2 separate regions of the Sus scrofa genome follow, and region 2 is linked to region 1. A link is a contact called in public Hi-C data. All regions are on one chromosome and are shown on one strand. Each heading gives the region's core, a stretch centred on a gene start, on an enhancer-like site or on the middle of the called end of the contact. The rest is flanking DNA. Distances are from core to core; before and after follow the strand shown.

Region 1 (4,577 bases), core at 1,080-3,579:
TCAGGATAAACTCCAAATTTCACAACCTGGAATTCAATGCTTTCCAGTGACTTAGCCTCAGTTTCTTTCCAGTTTTTTCTCTTGCTCCATATAGGAATCCTCAGCTCCAAATAAACTGGTGTACTCTTGTCTCATGATTCTACCACTCCAGAGCTAAAAGGCCAGACTTGCCTACCCGAGCTCTAACAGCACTGTAGCACTTAGCAAGTTACTTGACCTCTATCTCCTTTTCCAAATAGGAGACTAGGAGTACTGAAGGGAAACAGTACTGTTTACTGGTTCACCTCCCACATGAGGCCTTACTATATTATTCCAAATGATAGGCTTGTTTTTTTTAATGCCACTTCTTTTGGAATTAATCATAGGATAGTCTTCATCTTGTCCTCTTACACGGTAAGTTAATTTTTTAGTAACTTCACTAACAACAAGGGCTATATATGTTCTGATAGCAGTATACTTTCACATAGCATGTTAATGAATAATACATAAGGGGTGACTCAAAATCTTTCTTACTCAAAACTTTAAAAATAAAACTTAAATGCTATTTCCTTTATTACAAATGTTTCATGCTTAAAAATTTAGTGCCATGGTTACTTATTTAGTGTTTTATAAAACAGATATTTATTGAAAACTTCCTCTGGGCCAGGCACTGTATGAAAGGTTCTGGGAACATTAGGCTGAATATATAGGTCTTGCTCTCAAAGAACTTATAGCCTAGGACATGAGAAAGACAAGCAAATACACTTTTTTTTTTTGGCTGCACCCACAGCATATGGAAGTTCCCAGGCCAGGGATCAAACCCACACCACAGCAGTGGATCTGAGCTGCTGTAGTGACAACACCCAATCCTTAACCCGCTGCACCACAAGAGAACCCCTAAATACACAATTTTAACATAGCCTAGTAAGGGCTACAGATGTTATTGGTAAAAAGCATCCTCACAGTAGCATAACATCCTATGCTTAATATCATAATATCCTATGATATTAAGATATGGCAGAAAGTCTAATGAAAGAGACTAAAAGACATTTAAGGGTTGTACTGATAAGCATGGGGGATAGGAGATGGAGAACAATTCTGTAAGACAGAAGAGCATATATTAATTTGGTGCAAAGGTCTAATTCTTAGAGTACAATCTGCAAGCTGTTCCTTGTAGCTGGAATATGGATATATGTATGTATGTATAAAAAGAGGCTGTAAGTTAAGCTAAACTACAGATGTCTTTGCTTGCCACACTAAACAGGGCTAAAGAAAAAAAAAGAAGGAAAAAAATGGAAGGATTTTAAGCAAGGGAGTGGCACAGTCAAACTTTAAAAACTTAACTCTGGCTATACAGGGTTATGAAGGAGAACACAGCTAGGGGCTATTTGGTTAGCCAAAAAAAGTAGACTTTTACCTACTTTCTGCATAAAAAAAAAAAGACTACAGAATATTTACAAAAGATTTTAAAAGTGGTTGAATAAAACATTTTTTCGACCGTGTCAACTCAAGCAAAAATATTTAAGAGAGTGACATTGCTTAGGCACAGAAAGGTGGTCCTCTTCTCATATACAGCTATCAGTAAGAGATCCCTGAATTTTTCTGATAAAATGGTGTGTACCTTTTTGGCACTGAAATCATAATCAACTGTTTATCTTTAGATAAAATTCAAAGAGCTATACACCTGATTTTTCAAGGCATAGAATGATTAATTCCAATAACAAAATTTGGATTAAACACCACGTCCCCCAAACCATAAAGTCTAGTGTATCTACAAATGCACAAAAAACTGCAATAAGAGGCACTGCCAACACCTTGACTTTAGCCAGTCTCTTTAACAGCCTTCTGAAAGCTGCTGCATATCCAGCTACCTGCCCTCAACAACTCCACGTTGGAGGGTGGGGCGACAACCTCATTAATCTACTCGTCACTGACTTTATTTACGCCAATGTTACCGTCACTGCTGTAAACATCACCAACACCGTCGTTGTTGCTGTGGACTTGTTTTTCAGATCTTTTGTTGGTCATATAGTCACTGACACCAGCAATGCCTTATATTTCTATATCAAGAATATCACAGCAGGGAGGAGTCATAAACTCGCCGAGAGATGAAAGGTCGACCTGGAGCGGGGATGCGGTCAAAGAAACCTGGTGTGGAAGCGAGAGGACATCAGGGCGTCCAAGGGACTCTCTCAGACCCCAGCCGCTGCTTCCGGGGAACCAAGCACAACAAAGACGACCTCTCCTCTGGCATCTGAGGCACTTCAAGGCCGCTTCAGGACCAGAGAGGATAAGAGGAATCACTTGTGACAGAAACCCTCATGCCCACGGCCAACTCACCATGATAAGGAGCCTCACAGCTCCCACCGGAAGACGCTCTAGGAGCGGGTTTTCCCCTGGAGCGGACGGGGTGGGGCCTCAGACGCGGATTGGCTGCGAGCGACGTGGGGGCGGAAGTGCGTGCACTGGCCTCCTGGTCCCGCGTACCCTTCCCGGCTGCCCCTGCGTTCTATAGAGCAGAAGGCGGAAGCTAGAGCGACGCTTCCGAGCCTTTCCAGGTTTGGGAGATGAATGAGTGCGTTAGTCCTTGTTGTGCAGCAAGTAAGGTTTGCTGCTGATGTTAGGAAAATTTCATTGAGTCCCGAAGCGCTTTTACCTATGTTGTGCTATTGAATTTTTTAATGCCTTGTGAAATAGACAATATTCTCATTTTTCAAGTGAGAAAACATTAAGAACTTGCCCGGAGACATACAGTTAGTTTACCATAGTAGCTGCATCTGAACTCAGATCGTCTAACTACAGAGTACTCTGTGGTGCTTCCGAAAATGCTACCTAAATTTTCTAAGATTTATTTTATAAAAAGGAAAATAAGGCACATTGAAATATAATTCATTTGGCAAAAATTGAATATGGAGCAGGTGTATCAGGAGCTCATCTCATAAAAACTATGTTCTAGTAAGAGGAGACAAAGTAGGGAGGAGGAAATTTTTTTTAAATACTGTAAAAATATAAGTAGTGCCATTTAGAAAATAGGGAGTTCCTGTTGTGGCTCATAGTGTGTTAAGAACCTGACTAGTATCCATGAGGACAAGGGTTCTGTCCCTGGCTTTGCTTAGTGGGTTAAGGGTCCAGCATTGCCATGAGCTTTGGTGTAGGTCCCAGATGTGGCCATATCCCACATGGTTGTGGCTGTGGCTGGCAATTCCAGGTCAGACTGGACCCCTAGCCTGGGAACTTCCATATGCCACTGGTGCGGGTTAAAAAAAAAAAAAAAAAGACCCTTGCTAGTGTTCATGAGGATTCAGGTTGGCTCCCTGGCCTCATTCAGTGGGTTAAGGCTCCAGCCTTGCTGCAAGTTTGCTGCGTAGGACAAAGATGCAGCTGGGATCTGGTGTGGGTGGCCGTAGGCCAGCAGCTGAAGCTGAGACTGGACCCCTAGCCCAGGAACTTCCATATCCTGGCAGGTGTAGCTTTAAAAGAAAAAGAAAATAGAGTAATGGTATAAAGAGTAACTGCATCTGTAATATAGTGTAGTAGTCAGAGGAAACTTATCTAAGAAGATTAAATTCGATTTCCAACTGACAAAAGTCTTTGTGAAGTGTTTTCCAGGCAGCATAAATAATCCAGATATCTAAGTAAAAGAAGCAGGGGTCTTTTAAGAGCTGAAAGAAGACAGTTTGTCTGGAGCTTTGTGCTTGAGAAGAAATGAAGAGAAGATCTAAATGATGGGCCAGATCAAGCAGGAATTTTTTTTCTGTTGTGGCCGCCCCGCAGCACGTGGAGTTAGTTCCCTGGCCAGGGATCACATCCCAAATGCAGTCCCAACTAAACTGCAGCTGCACCAACACCAGATCCTTAACCCACTGTGCCCAGCTGGGAATCAAACCTTCGTTCCAGTGCTCCCAAGATGCCACCAATCCCATTGCACCTCAACAGGAACTCCAGGAATTTCTTTTTTATTTTTTTATTTTATTTATTTATTTATTTATTTATTTTGTCTTTTTAGGGCCACACCCAGGGCATATGGAAGTTCCCAATAGGGGTTGAATCAGAGCTACAGCTGCCAGCCTAAGCCACAACCACAGCAATGACCTACACCACACCTTACGGCGACACCAGATTCTTTACCCATTGATGGAGGCCAGGGATTGAACCACTGTTCTCATGGATACTAGTCAGGTTTGTTATCACCAGCCACAACAGAAACTCCAGGAATTTCTAATTAGGCGTAAAGAGCTTGGCTGTTTTTAGTAAGTGAGACAGGAAGCCAGGGGAGGGTTTTAACAAGGGAGTGACTTTTTACATTTTTTAAAGGTCACTGTGGCTGTGGTATGGAGAATGAATTGTAGATGGAAGATAATAGCTAACATTTATTAAGCACTTATGGGGTAGACACTGTTACTAAGAGCTTATAATGTATCAGCTCATTTAATTCTCTTAACAACCCTTTGATACAAATACTATTATTCGCCCTGCTTGGAAAATTGTGTGCCAAGACCATACACCTAGGCAAGGGCAGAGCTGGAATTCTGTACTGCGCAGCCTAGTTTTAAAGCCTTACCAGTTACCCTGTACTTACTACTTCTAGACAAGATTAG
Region 2 (4,199 bases), core at 619-3,118, 120 kb after region 1:
GTTCCCTGATGACTCAGCGGGTTTCAGAGCCTGAGTTATCACCCCTGTGGGTCTGGTTGTTGCTGTGGCACAGGTTCAATCCCTGGCCCGGGAACTGCATGCCTCCAGCAAGGCCAGAAAAAAAAAAAAAAAAAAAAAAAAAAAGAACTATATAGATTGGAGATTTTTTCTTTTTAGCTTAAAAACAGTGTATAAAAAAGGTGTGAAAATCAGAAGTTCCACTGTTGACCAGGTTTTAGGACTGGCATCTTACACAAGATCCTTAGGCCTTAAAGTCGAAAAAGGTGGCAGGAGGGGTAGAAACAGGATACTACCTTAAAATAAAAAAGAAACAAAAACAAACTATTATTATGACACTAGGAAAATTTGAAAATTAAGCAGTCAGTTGTTTGCTTTGGACTCTGCTGGGGAATCTGTTTAATATGAAATTCAGATATAACAATTTTAAGGTTTAACCCCAAGTCTTTCATTGAGGGTATGAAACTTTCTTACTCTCTTCCTAGTTTTGTAAGTATTTCATAACAACATTTCCTCGGAGGTCAAAGGTATTCTACTTAGTTGTGATTCTTGTATAATTTTAAAGTCATTCTTTGTTCCTGATACTTAGGTGGAATATTGGGATTTAAAAGACAATGGAAGGTTAGGGAGTTCCCCTCGTGGCTCAGTGGTTAATGAATCCGACTAGGAACCATGAGGTTGTGGGTTCAATCCCTGGCCTCGCTCAGTGGGTTAAGGATCCAGCGTTGCTGTGAGTTGTGATGTAGGTCGCAGATGTGGCTGGGATCCTCCGTTGCTGTGGCTGTGGTGTAGGCCGTCGGCTACAGCTCCAGATAGACCCCTAGCCTGGGAACCTCCATACGCCGAGTGTGCGGCCATAGAAAAGACCAAAAGAAAAAAACAAACAAACAACAAAAAAGATAACGGGGGGTTGGAAATAATGTTTGTTGTATGACTACTCTATCAGACCCTTTACATTTATTGATTTTTATCCTGGGGACGCACCTTGAGTAGTGTTATGCCTATTTTAGAGATGAGAATAACTGAGGGCTGTTATATCACACTGCAGTCGTTACAGAGTTGAGACATGCAGTTACATAAATATAACTTGAAACAAGATAACCGTTTACGGTGTCAAAGCCATGGTTAGGTGGTAAAAGTGGCTCTCTGAAGCAAAAACTAGTATTTGCAGGATCACAGGCACACTACCATGCTCCTGCTTCTACAAATGCACTTCCCAACGTGGCCGCAGACACGCATGCCAAGGAGTGAAACCTTGCGGGGTAAGTATCCACTAAGGACTCCTGTTATGGTGGGGAAACCGGGGCGACTTTCCGCGTGGAGAGCTGCCTCTGCGTGTCCTCTGTGCTCTTCGTTTAAGGAAGTTGGCTGGGGGAGGGGGCTTGCCCTGCGGCTGCGTCCTGCTCCGCACGCCCTCCCCCTCCCAGCCTCTGCTGCCACTAAACCCCGGAGAGCGGAGCGTGCACGTTGAGAATCCTCGGCAGGCCTGGCCGCGGCTGCTGGGCATGCTCAGTGGGCAGGACTCGTTAGAGTGGCGAGTAAGGAAGCGTTGGCTCTTCTCCGGGTCTGCCTTCCCCGGTTCAGGCCCCGGCCCTGGGCTTTTGTGTGCGCGGAGCTGCAGCCGCCGCTGCCTCCTCGCGGGGCCGCCCGACCCCAGATGCCGTCTGGCCTGTCCGGTGTACGTCGTTAACCTCGCCGCGCGGCCGGAGGAGGAGCGGGGCGGGGCCGGCGGGCCCGCGGCCGGGCGGGCAGGAGGGCCCCGCTGGGGTAGGGGTGGGTGCGGGGAGTCCCGCGGGGGTGGGGGGAGGGGGCGGGCGCGGAGTCACGGGGGTGGGGTCACCGGCGTTGGCTCCGGGAGGCCGACCCGGAGGGGAGGGGGCCGTGGGGGCGGCTCGGCGGAACCTGCCCCGGCTGGGGAGCAGCGGCGACTCCGGGGGCCGGGGCCAGGGCTTTCCCGGCTTCGGTAAAGCCGCCGCGGGCCTCATCTTCCGGCGGTCGCCCGAGTTTGTGGTGATTGTTGCCGCCGCCGCCACCGCCCCGGCTGCCATCTCCTCCTCCTCCCGGCCGCCGCCTCCTCCTCTTCCTCCTCCTCCTGGGCCGGGCTGATCCCCTCCCCGCTGCCGCCTCCTCCTGGGCTGGGCCCGCGGTGTCTCGTCCCCTTGCGGAGCCGCTCCTGCCGCCGCCGCCGCCGCCGCCTCCTCATTCATCCTCGTGCACCATAGGCGGCACAGGCACCAAGATGTCCAACCGAGTGGTCTGCCGGGAAGCCAGTCACGCCGGGAGCTGGTACACAGCCTCAGGTAGGGCCCCAGGCCGGCCGGCCCGCCCGCCGCCGCTGCCGCCTGGCCCCGCGCCCGGCCGGCCGAGGTCGGCGGCTCGGCCCCGCGCGGCAGCGGGAGGGACCAGGGCGCGGACGGCCGCCGGCCGCGGACCGCGTGGGGAGGGAGCGGGCCGGAGGCGGGCCTCGCCGCCTCCCCCACCCGGGCGGCATCCCGCGGGGCAGCTCCGGGTCGGCCGGCCTCACGCTCTGCCCCGAGTTGGGCGAGAGGGGAGAGTTGCCGCCTGGGCAGCCTGCCCCCTCCCTCGGGACCAGGCTCGAGGAAAGAATGTGCTCCTGGTCCGAGCCTACTTATCGCCTCCCCCGGCTCTTGGGAAGCGGGCGGCGGGCCGCAGCCACCCCCGGCAGGACGGTTTGCACGGGGCCGAGCGACCCTCCGCCCTCCGGCCGCGGGAGGGACGCTCCTTCCTCTTCTCCCCTCTTCTTTCCTCTCCTCTCCGCCGGCGCTCCGAGCGTTGCCCGCGACCGGGGAGTTCTCAGGCTCCCGGGGCGCACGCCCGCTTCTGCCGGCCGGTGTCTGGCCAGGCGGTCTTGGCAGTTTAAAAGAGAGGCCGCATTTCCCCCTCAGCGTTCAGGTGCTCAGCCGGCTGGAGAAGAGCGAAGGGTAGTACTCGTTGGCGTTGCCAGACCAGAGGCAAGGTCTTGGCATGTGGGATCTGCGAGCAGAGGCCCTTTTCTGGGATTTGCAGCTCTGTCTGTTGGGGGTAGGGTAGAAGTATTACTAAGCAGAGGCTTGGGGTGGCCTCCCAGCTCTTTTGTCAGTGTTTTCATTGTTACTGTCATTCACGAAAGGGGCAGCTGGAGATGGCATCAGCACTTTTCCTGAGCAGCCTCTCCAGTCTCTAGTCGCTCAACACCGAGTAGGTGCTGGCACTACCTAATAACGCGTTGGGTCAGGTTTTGAGAGAGTTTATAGTCTTCTGTCGACACTGTCCAAAAACATTTTAGGGATCTTTATGTAAGAGAGAGTAGGGACTTTCCCTTTAATAAAGCTCTTGTTAGAACGACTGTTTTCTGGGGTTATTTTCAGGAGTCACATTTATGGTAAGTTGACAAAGTTGCACTGTGATTCCTGAGTTTTCAGTCATTTGCAGTTGGCCTGTCAATAACTAGACCCAGTTCTTTAATGCGGATGGGATCATGCTTCCTTTTGCAGTTAGCTGGGTTGGATAGTGACATGTTTTGTGAGAAAACAAAGATTTGGAGGAAAATTCATTTCTCTGAGGTTGCTAAACTCATTAAATACAAACACTTTACTGACTCACTGAATATTTGCTGTGTTAAGAAGATACAAAGAATTATGATGATATAGACTTGCAAGCTTAACAGGTAGCTATAGTTGTGCATTAAGCAGATGACTTTTAATAGTTACAGTGGCTTCCCTCATGGTCCTAAAGTACTTCATAAACATTTGATCAGTTCTCACAACCTTAGAATGTCAGTTAAGTTTTTCTTTTTCTGCTTATGGGGATGCTCCCAAGACTCTGTACAAACCAGTGAGTGGCTGAAGCGTGATGGAAGTCAGTGGCTCCTGGGTTTGTCCTCCAATCAGTGCATTATTAATATTAAAATTATCAATGAATAATAGTCTTTTCAGGGTTGTAAATCACTAAGCTTTTTTTTGTGCATTGTGTTTTGAAGCGTTAAAGTCTCAGTTTTCACTTTCATGGCCATCCTTTGGTTAATTTGTTTTTGTTTTCTGTACTTTTCAAAAGTGTTTTAAACTTTTTTGTGGTTTGAATTGAAATGTGGGCAAATGATTCTGGAGGAATTTTTATAGGTTCTTGAACATTCTTTGTCTAGTAAAATAAGGCATAGTTCACACTTCTGGACTTGAAAAGTC

The links. Hi-C and Micro-C count contacts between places; a contact is called where the count stands out from the background.
Region 2: a contact with region 1 is called in a Hi-C map of skeletal muscle, with 6 times the contacts expected there. The contact joins the promoter of MEMO1 here to the promoter of SLC30A6 in region 1. A contact is called at or near these places in 3 of 47 Hi-C or Micro-C datasets (epiblast stem cells, heart right ventricle and skeletal muscle) and 1 of 2 datasets of contacts at active chromatin or transcription factors (alveolar macrophages).

The regions. Positions count from the first base shown.
Region 1 is chr3:107,423,973-107,428,549 of Sscrofa11.1, forward strand. It overlaps SLC30A6 (solute carrier family 30 (zinc transporter), member 6), which reads right to left and starts at 2,330. Exons shown (of 14, transcript NM_001137623.1): 1 at 2,320-2,330. The coding sequence starts at 2,322.
Region 2 is chr3:107,540,608-107,544,806 of Sscrofa11.1, forward strand. MEMO1 (mediator of cell motility 1) reads left to right here and starts at 1,869. Exons shown (of 9, transcript NM_001244877.1): 1 at 1,869-2,318. The coding sequence starts at 2,258.